3 separate regions of the Zea mays genome follow, and all the other regions are linked to region 3. A link is a contact called in public Hi-C data. All regions are on one chromosome and are shown on one strand. Each heading gives the region's core, a stretch centred on a gene start, on an enhancer-like site or on the middle of the called end of the contact. The rest is flanking DNA. Distances are from core to core; before and after follow the strand shown.

Region 1 (2,700 bases), core at 138-2,637, 530 kb before region 3:
CCATAAATCTTATATTTGCATAAAAATTATGTTAATTATAGCTCTGTAGAGAAAACCCCTTGCAGTAAATTTATCGGATGGACCACAACGGTGTGTATGACCGTGTGGTGTGATTTTCCTTAAGGATATGCCTTTGAGGTTTCTGGGACAAATTTCTTTCTAAGGTATGCTCTAGAGAGTTGTTTGTTGGAGAATTTTCTTACCGATGACGTCTGGAGAAGCAGCGATTTCTGGATGAAGGGGCTTTAGGCTGTCCGCAGTGGCGTGCGCTAAACAAAACGCTACGAACATACAGCTACACATCCAGTAAAAAACTGCTGCAGCGGATGACCCTACCAGCCACGCAAAGCATACGGAAGGCACGATGAACGCTACCTGTAGAGTTCGTCCCTTTTTACTCTAAATCTGTCCTTTTTGTCTCTGACGTGATTGGATGGCATGGGATGTGGCTGTATATGCTGTGGTGATGGTGAAAATAAATGATATAATATGTGGTAGTTGGTATAGGGTTGAGATATAGAGTAAATATGATTGCGAAGAATTGCGGTATAGAGTAGAGAATCTCGCTTACAGGGACAAGATATTCCATTTAGAGTAGAAATTTAGAGTTGTATGAGTGCGGATAGCCTTAGAGGCCTGATGGTGCTCCTCCCGCAGCCCAACATTGCTTTCTGCAACCCACCAGCAACCTTTTGTTTCTTGAGGCAAACGCAAGAGTGAGACAGCCTAGCGACGTCTATGGTGAGCGCTGCGACCTAAGCAGAGCGGCGACCATGGTCCTGTCCATCTCCTCCAGCGTTGATGAACGAGCCGGTGTGTGGGGTGCAGAGATGTGCAGCAGTCGTACGCACGTTGTCGCAGACCTGGCACGAGGCAGGCGTTTGCTAGGTGTGCCTGGAAGAGCAGGTTCGTACGAACATGGAGATCGTGGGTTGACACTTGACAGTTCCTTCCTTCAGACTTTGGTCTTCTCTATTTGAAAACCAAGCGCGCTAGTAGCCGCCGAGTTTTTTTTGCATTTTAGCCCTTTTTCGAAAAAAATCACGTTTAGATCCTAGAAAAATTTAATGTCAATTTTTTACTCTTTGCTCGGCGCCCTAGCCTATGGCGCCGATGTAACACAGCTCGACACCATAGTTTATGGCACCGAGACACCTGCTATACTGGCACAACCTCGACGTCGTGCTGCACATATCTTGGTATGGATCTCGGTTGTATAAAAAATTCGGCCGTCCTCCACTGCATGCATGTGCCGTGTCCGCTGGCGTTGTCGCGCCAGCCAATCCCTTTATTCGTTCGTCCGTGAGTGCGCGTCTGGTACATGCATGCATGCATGCATGCACACTGTCTGCTGCCGGCGTGCGTTTCGCTGCTCTGCTTCCATGCCATGCCAGCGCGAGGTGGGGTGTCGGTGTCAGTGGTGGAGTGGAGAGGTGGACAGACAGAGCGCTCGGGAGAGAGTGGTGGATCGGAGAGTGGTGGATCGGAGACAGAGTGCTGGCCTGTGGGCTGGCTGGCTGTCACGCAGCTGATGATAGGAGGGGTGTGTAGGGCAGTGTTACATCGAAGAAAAAGGGCGCCACGCCAGTACTGGCAGTACATACTATGATTTGTGGTCTCAGAGGCTCCTTTGCCAGTGGCTTTTCATTTCGCCACCAAAAGATCTACTCATTGCAACCCCCTGGCTGGTTCCCTTCACCAACAGCTTTCACCAGGCGAGCCTTCGCGTCAACATTTCTTTCTTTTTTTTTCTATTTTTCATCATGCCACATTGGATTTGTTTAGGTGTGAGATGTGAGAAAGAGCAGCCGTACGTTTTTTTCCACGGAACAATAGACACGGCACATGCATGCAGGGCAGGACGACCAAATTTTTTATACAACCGAGCTCGTCGCCAAGATCTGTGACGCTGAACTCGGTACCACGTTGGCGCCACGACGTCCGGATTGTACCAGCACAACAGTTATTTCGGTGTCATAGACTATGACGCCGAGCACATAGTCCAAAAATAACATTAAATTTTTCTAGGGTCCAAACGTGATTTTTTTCTAAAAAAGGGTCAAAATGCAAAAAAAAGTTTCGGTAGTAGCAGGTTGTCAGTAGTCTATGTGCATGGCAAGTGACTTCCTCTTTTTTTTTCTTTAATTATGTGATTAAAACATGTTTAATTCTCTCCCATCAAAAAGCTACGCGTGCACTAGCTATATATGTGTACACTTCGGTGCATGTGAAGTTGCATTTCTACGACATGCAAGCAAGCAAATGTGCAACGTACTTGTCCACGATTCTTCATTATGCCCATGCCATTAATTTGATTATTACTCAAATAAGTATTTTGTACTCTTAATACCGTGTGTGTGTATATATATATATATATATATATATATATATATATATATATATATATATATATATATATATATATATATATATATATATAGTTTATATATTAAGAGCCCTGTGCTTCCAATAATAGAGGAAGTCCAGGCTAGTCAATATGCATATTTGGTTGAACCAGACCTGGTCAGCATATACACAGTTACGATGCTGTTAACCCCTGTTTCTCCGTCAGCATCCCACGTCTCCCCCGTTTCCCGATTTCCAAAACCATCTTCGCGCAATCAACAGAGAGAAACCCGCGCGAGTCTGGGATTCCAGCTTCTGCATCCGCCGAACAGGAAGGAAACCCCTTAACCCCTG
Region 2 (2,700 bases), core at 148-2,647, 700 kb before region 3:
AACGGAATTACCGCAACTGCAACACAGAGATGGGTGCAGAAGGAAGCAATATCTGCAACAGTTGCGACGGTGGTCTGTGACTTTTTGTAATGCGTTAGGAGCCTCCACACGAGGCCTGAGACAACAGCTGCTGCTGCAAGGTGCAAGAAACATTCGGAATAAATGGTGACTGAACCTTTGCTGATGCTTGGTATCGACACCGCCAGGAACCCTGCGAATGTTACTTTTGTCAGTTCAAGCGACGCTGGTTTATTATCACCGTCCGCCGCCGCACCACTCCTGCGGCTGCTGCTAACACCTGACGATTCTTCATCGCCGTTCGCGCTAGCAACCTGGTGGTTGTTGTTGCCATCATCCTTGCCGATAGCGACGTAGAAGACATACGCCATGAGGATCAGGAACGGAGCTGCTAGCAGAAGCAATGCTCGTAGTCCCATGAGTGGATACATGATGAAGAACATAGCCAGGGAGACGGCAAAACCCGTGAGGATATCAATGGTCTCTGTCAGATACCTCACGAGTCTGCGTGGAGGCATCGTCTCCACGAGCATTAAGCTCGCAGCAAAAACACAGACAACGAAGCTTGTGCCGATCGGCGTGGTAAGACGACCGCTGGAGCTGTTAATCTGACCCTCCAGAGCGAGGCCTTCCAGTCCCAGAAACAGAAGCGCAGTTATACCAACCAAGAAATCAAGCGAGCTCTCCAGTCTATCGCAGTACTCCATTTCAGCATCTCCTTGTCCCGCACGGGTTGTGAAGTGCATGACGGTACGAATCGCGGAGCAGAGTCCGACGAGGGCGCCGACCGCAGGGAACGCCCAGCTGTCTAGGATGAGATGTACGATCCAACAGGCAAGTGCCACTAAACATGTGCTGGATAAGGGTGCCAGCAACATGGTAGCAGCGTGTGGGGAACCTGAGGAGCTCCCATTATTATTGAAGAATCTCTTGGAGAGACAGCAGACGAGGTAGGGGCAAATACCGGCGACTAGAGTAACCGCTGCTACCACGAGCATGGTGGTCGGGACGGCACCACCATGCTCTTCGCTCTTCAGGTCAACCTTCTTCAGCGCTATCGCAAGAAGCACCGGGCAGACCATCACCACCACTCCTTCCGCGAAAGCACGGTAACGGTTCATCCATGCATCCTACAGAGCATGGAAAATATTACTACTATATAGGAATGGATCAAGTTGGATTTGTGTTCAAATCGTTAGAAGAAGATTGCAGAGTAAACTGAATGGAAGTTGGAATGAAACATCAAGTCAAGCAAATTTAAGATTTTACGAACTACGGTGCATACCATGGGATCTCTGGCAGCCATCAAAGCTTAACTTGGCGAGGTCGTGGTACCTCCGCAACTGACGACCACACGCAGACAGAGAACGGAGAAGCTGCGGGGCCTGGAATGGAGCTGCGTCTCTTCTGCTCGAATGTTGGCTGTTTAAACTATAGCCTTGCAGAAACTTGTAAGCAGCTTCGCCGCTTCAGCATACGGTGGTCGACGAATTTAATTTACACTTAACGCGTAAGCAAATAACACGGATCACACAGAAAAAGCGGCAGCAAAGACTTGTTTTTAGTGAAGTCAACGTCCACGGTCGTGGAAGCAATAATTGGGAAACCGAGTATGATTGGTCTCTTAGGCCATCTGGGTAGTCTACCCAAAGTTTAACAAAAAAACACTGTTTTACAATATAGATTATACTGTTCGTATAGTAGAATTTGAATATGTATATTGGGATGATTATACTGCTGGAGATAGCCTTAGAATTAATCTTCACCAGTTGGCCCAACGTCCAACTGAGTTCTACCTCATGCTATGACCGGGAGGCCATTTTGCACTCGGCAAAAACTTTGCCAATTGTTACACTTGACAAATATTTTATCGTTAAAGGATTCTTTATCGAGTACTTTTTAGACATTCTGCAAAAACTTTGTCGTATATAAAAAAAAATTCGGCAAAGAAAAAACACTATTTGCCGAGTGTTGCCGAGTGTTAAAAAACACTAGGCAAAGAAACTCTTTGTTGAGTGTCAAAAATAAAACACTCGACAAAGAGTATTTTTTCTTTGCCGAGTGTTTTATTTTACCAAGGATTTTTTGCCTGTCACTTGGCAAAGAGCTTCTTTGTCGAGTGCCCAAAAGAAAACACTCGGTAAAACATTTAACACTCGGCAAAGAGTCGAATTCCAGTAGTGAATCCAAGAAGAAGCTAGTGGATCCCTGTTGCGCAGCCCTATAAATAGAGAGGTGAGAGGCCGACGAGAAGCACGAGGTTCATAGTAGCTACTGTCTATGTTCTTCACCTCAAACCCTAGACCGATCTACAGGGTGGGTTGCTAGCAACAGGTAGTCCACCACCAATGTCAAACTCGCTTCCACATTCATCAGCGAAGATCTATGCTAGGGCAGCGACGGTTGGGGAAGCGAGTTCGACATTGGCGGTGGACTTCCCGTTGCTAACAACCCACCCTATAGATAGCCAGGGTTTGAGGTGGGGAACTGAGACGGTAGCTACTGCAAACCTCATGCTTCTCGTTGGTCTCCCACATCTCTATTTATACGGTTGGACGCCCCCAATCAAAGCGCGAGGTCAGGGCCCAGTTGGACGTTGGGCCAACTGGTGGAGATCAATTCTAACATTCCCCGACCCCTTGATCTCATCTTATACTTTCAACTTTATACCTTTTAAATTCT
Region 3 (2,700 bases), core at 196-2,695:
TATCAAAAATTGATGGACGGTTGATGAGGCGTCCAAACCTCGACGTGCAGTATGCGGAGTAGCTCTCCTGCAGAGCGAAAGAAATTTCAGATGGAGCACTTGGTGAGAAGTGTTGAAGGGGCAAAAGCAGCTGAGTTCGGCAGAAGTCAGGTGTTGTTTGGTTCACATTTTGTAACGTAAATAGTAATGATAATGATTCAAACTTGAGTAACGGCGGTAACAAGTTTGAATAGGCCGGTATCCATTTCTAGTGTGGTATTCGATTACGGTTGGACTTAAACAAACATCATTTAACGTTATCGGTTACCCATTACGTTACCAACATCTGAACCAAACGGCACCTCAGTTCCTTTTGGAGTCCAGCAAGTGGTTCATTTGAAGTTAATTATTTCCAAAACAAGTAAGCACAGTAATTTATACTACTACTAGGAGTGTATGGTTGCAATTTAAGTGTGATCATCTATAGAGAAATTTGCAACATTTGTGACAACAAATAGGTATAATATGAAAATATATGTTACATGATGAATCTAATGATCTTATTTTGTAATGTAAACACAAGTATTCTAGTGTACATATTTTTATCAACATTAAGATTTAGATAGTTTGACTTAAGACAAATGTAGAACATCAAGTTATTTTGGGACAGAGACTACTAGATAGTAAGAACAAGAAACTGATCGTTGTGGGCATAATCACTGTGTTTAGTTGTCTTATCACATATCTTTCCTCAATTTATAATGTAAATAAATCCTCAAAAGTCAATACCACAATTTAGTGACAGAGGGAGAGGCGTTCGAATGAATAAAGTGGCCGAGTGATTCGCCGAGAGATAAAAGTTGGCTGACATGGTGGCAATAAATGAAGAACCGAAAAGGTGGCAAGAAATAAAAGAAGGCTGACATGGTGGAAGCAGTGGCAGAGCCAGACGAGGTGCACGTCGGGCGGCGGCACCAGCATCGCCGCCTCTCCTCCTACGCCTGCTTTCTCCGCCGCGAGCGGCATCCACAGCTCCTCGTACCTCCGCACGGACCGCGGGCCCACCCCGGCCGGCGCCGCGCGGAGGAAGAGCAGCAGCCGGCGCGCGGCGGCCGCGAGGTCCACGGAGAAGGCGGAGGGGACCTCCTTCCCGCCGAGGCCCGAGGCGGAGGACATGGCCGCGCCGGCGGCGGCGGGCTCCGGCGCTTGCACTGCACAGACTAGAGAAAGCACACGCCTTCCTCGCTGCTCTCGGGAGTGGGGTGGGATTCCTTGTCGTCAGCTAATTGATGGGCGGATGCGTAGAAGCGCAGAGGACTGCAGAGTGGTTGGTAGTCAAAAGGCCTGGTGCAGCCGACGACGAGGCGCACGACAGGGCCAGGGCTGGCCAGCGCATCAGTCATCATGGAACAGGGCCGGCCGGCCACTTTGGTTAACGTTTGGCGGAGAGTGATTGATGCACGCACTTATGATTAAGGTGCGGTCCGGCCGTCGTTGTAGTGGTTGACACCTGCCCCGGCTTCTGCAGTGCTACGACCACGCCAAACGCAATGCGTTGCACTAGCACTAGGAATTTACACAGGCATCACTTCTATAGATATAATAATTATGAATAACGATTTCATATCCAGAAACAGCACACGTCAAAAGTATTTGTATAATAAGTTTTGACCTTCGTTAATCCTAACACAATGTCTGAAGTACTCCCACATCTTTATCATGAAAATTTACAATTTACTTTGTACCAAAAACAGCACATATCGAAGGTATTTGTATAGGTCTTGGCTTGTGTTGATCATGGTACAATGTTTCATAATACAATGTCTAGAATACTCCCACGCCTTCACAATAAAAGTTTACAATATACTCTGTACACAACTAGTAATTATACTATAATTAGTATTGTTTTCGTCTAAGCGTGGCAGAACCTCCTAAGTTATATGGCCCACATGCATCTATCTTTGTCCCGAAAACCTCAAACGGCTATGCATATGTACCAGATAACTTAAGGGTGTGTTTGGTTGCGAGACAACCAGGATAGGGACGTCCCCTGGCGTCCCCTCTCATCCCTCCAATTTTGAGGGACAATTGGGGACAACACTGAGATAGTCATGTCCTAACTCTTGATTCTGAACCAAACAACCTTATTTGAAAGATCGTCCCATCCCGTCATGTTTTGTCATTGCAACTAAACACACCCTAAAAGAACATGTTCGAGTGTCACGGGGGCCTCGGATGAACAACTTACAATCAAGATCACAAGATTAAGCAAACATAAATCACATACTGAAGTTTTGCAGCTTGATTCATATTACAAAGGGCTTACAAAGTACAATCTTGGAGTGATTAAAAATTTTATTTAAAGTAATATATCCTTGAATAATATAAATACGATTATGTGTTTGAATTGCATGCTAGCTCAAATGACAATCCTCGAAAAGAAATACAAACGAGATACTTATACGAGAAGGTCGAGCCCACCTGCACTTAGCATTATCCACAACAGAACAAAACCATTACCCGCAACAACATGGTGGGATATAATTATGAGTACGCAAGTATTCTACAAGACTTACCAGACTAAAGAAAAGACTAAAATGGCATGCAGGCTTGGGGACTCAAGGAGAGGCATTTATTAAGAATCAAACTTCATTATTTTGAGGAAGAGCTTACTAAAAAGTGAATCTTAATTTCAATATTTTAGCTCAAAATTATGTTCTT

The links. Hi-C and Micro-C count contacts between places; a contact is called where the count stands out from the background.
Region 1: a Hi-C map of ear shows a contact between it and region 3, with 3 times the contacts expected there. The contact joins the enhancer-like site here to the promoter of LOC100192913 in region 3. A contact is called at or near these places in 2 of 25 Hi-C or Micro-C datasets (ear and tassel).
Region 2: a contact with region 3 is called in a Hi-C map of leaf, with 5 times the contacts expected there. The contact joins the promoter of LOC100192940 here to the promoter of LOC100192913 in region 3. A contact is called at or near these places in 4 of 25 Hi-C or Micro-C datasets (bundle sheath, ear, leaf and 1 more).

The regions. Positions count from the first base shown.
Region 1 is chr3:65,810,069-65,812,768 of Zm-B73-REFERENCE-NAM-5.0, forward strand. No RefSeq gene overlaps it. Among protein-coding and RNA genes, the nearest start is that of LOC100193175, 95 kb to the right of the region's middle. Within about 2 kb of position 1,388, at least 18 of the 20 cell types and tissues checked have an H3K27ac peak or open chromatin away from gene starts, as enhancers often do. A contact at or near this core is called in ear and tassel, where this site is marked.
Region 2 is chr3:65,639,003-65,641,702 of Zm-B73-REFERENCE-NAM-5.0, forward strand. It overlaps LOC100192940, which reads right to left and starts at 1,398. Exons shown (of 2, transcript NM_001138121.1): 1 at 1,304-1,398; 2 at 1-1,148. The coding sequence starts at 1,324.
Region 3 is chr3:66,339,494-66,342,193 of Zm-B73-REFERENCE-NAM-5.0, forward strand. LOC100192913 reads right to left here and starts at 1,446. Exons shown (of 7, transcript XM_020549461.2): 1 at 904-1,446; 2 at 1-67. The coding sequence starts at 1,155.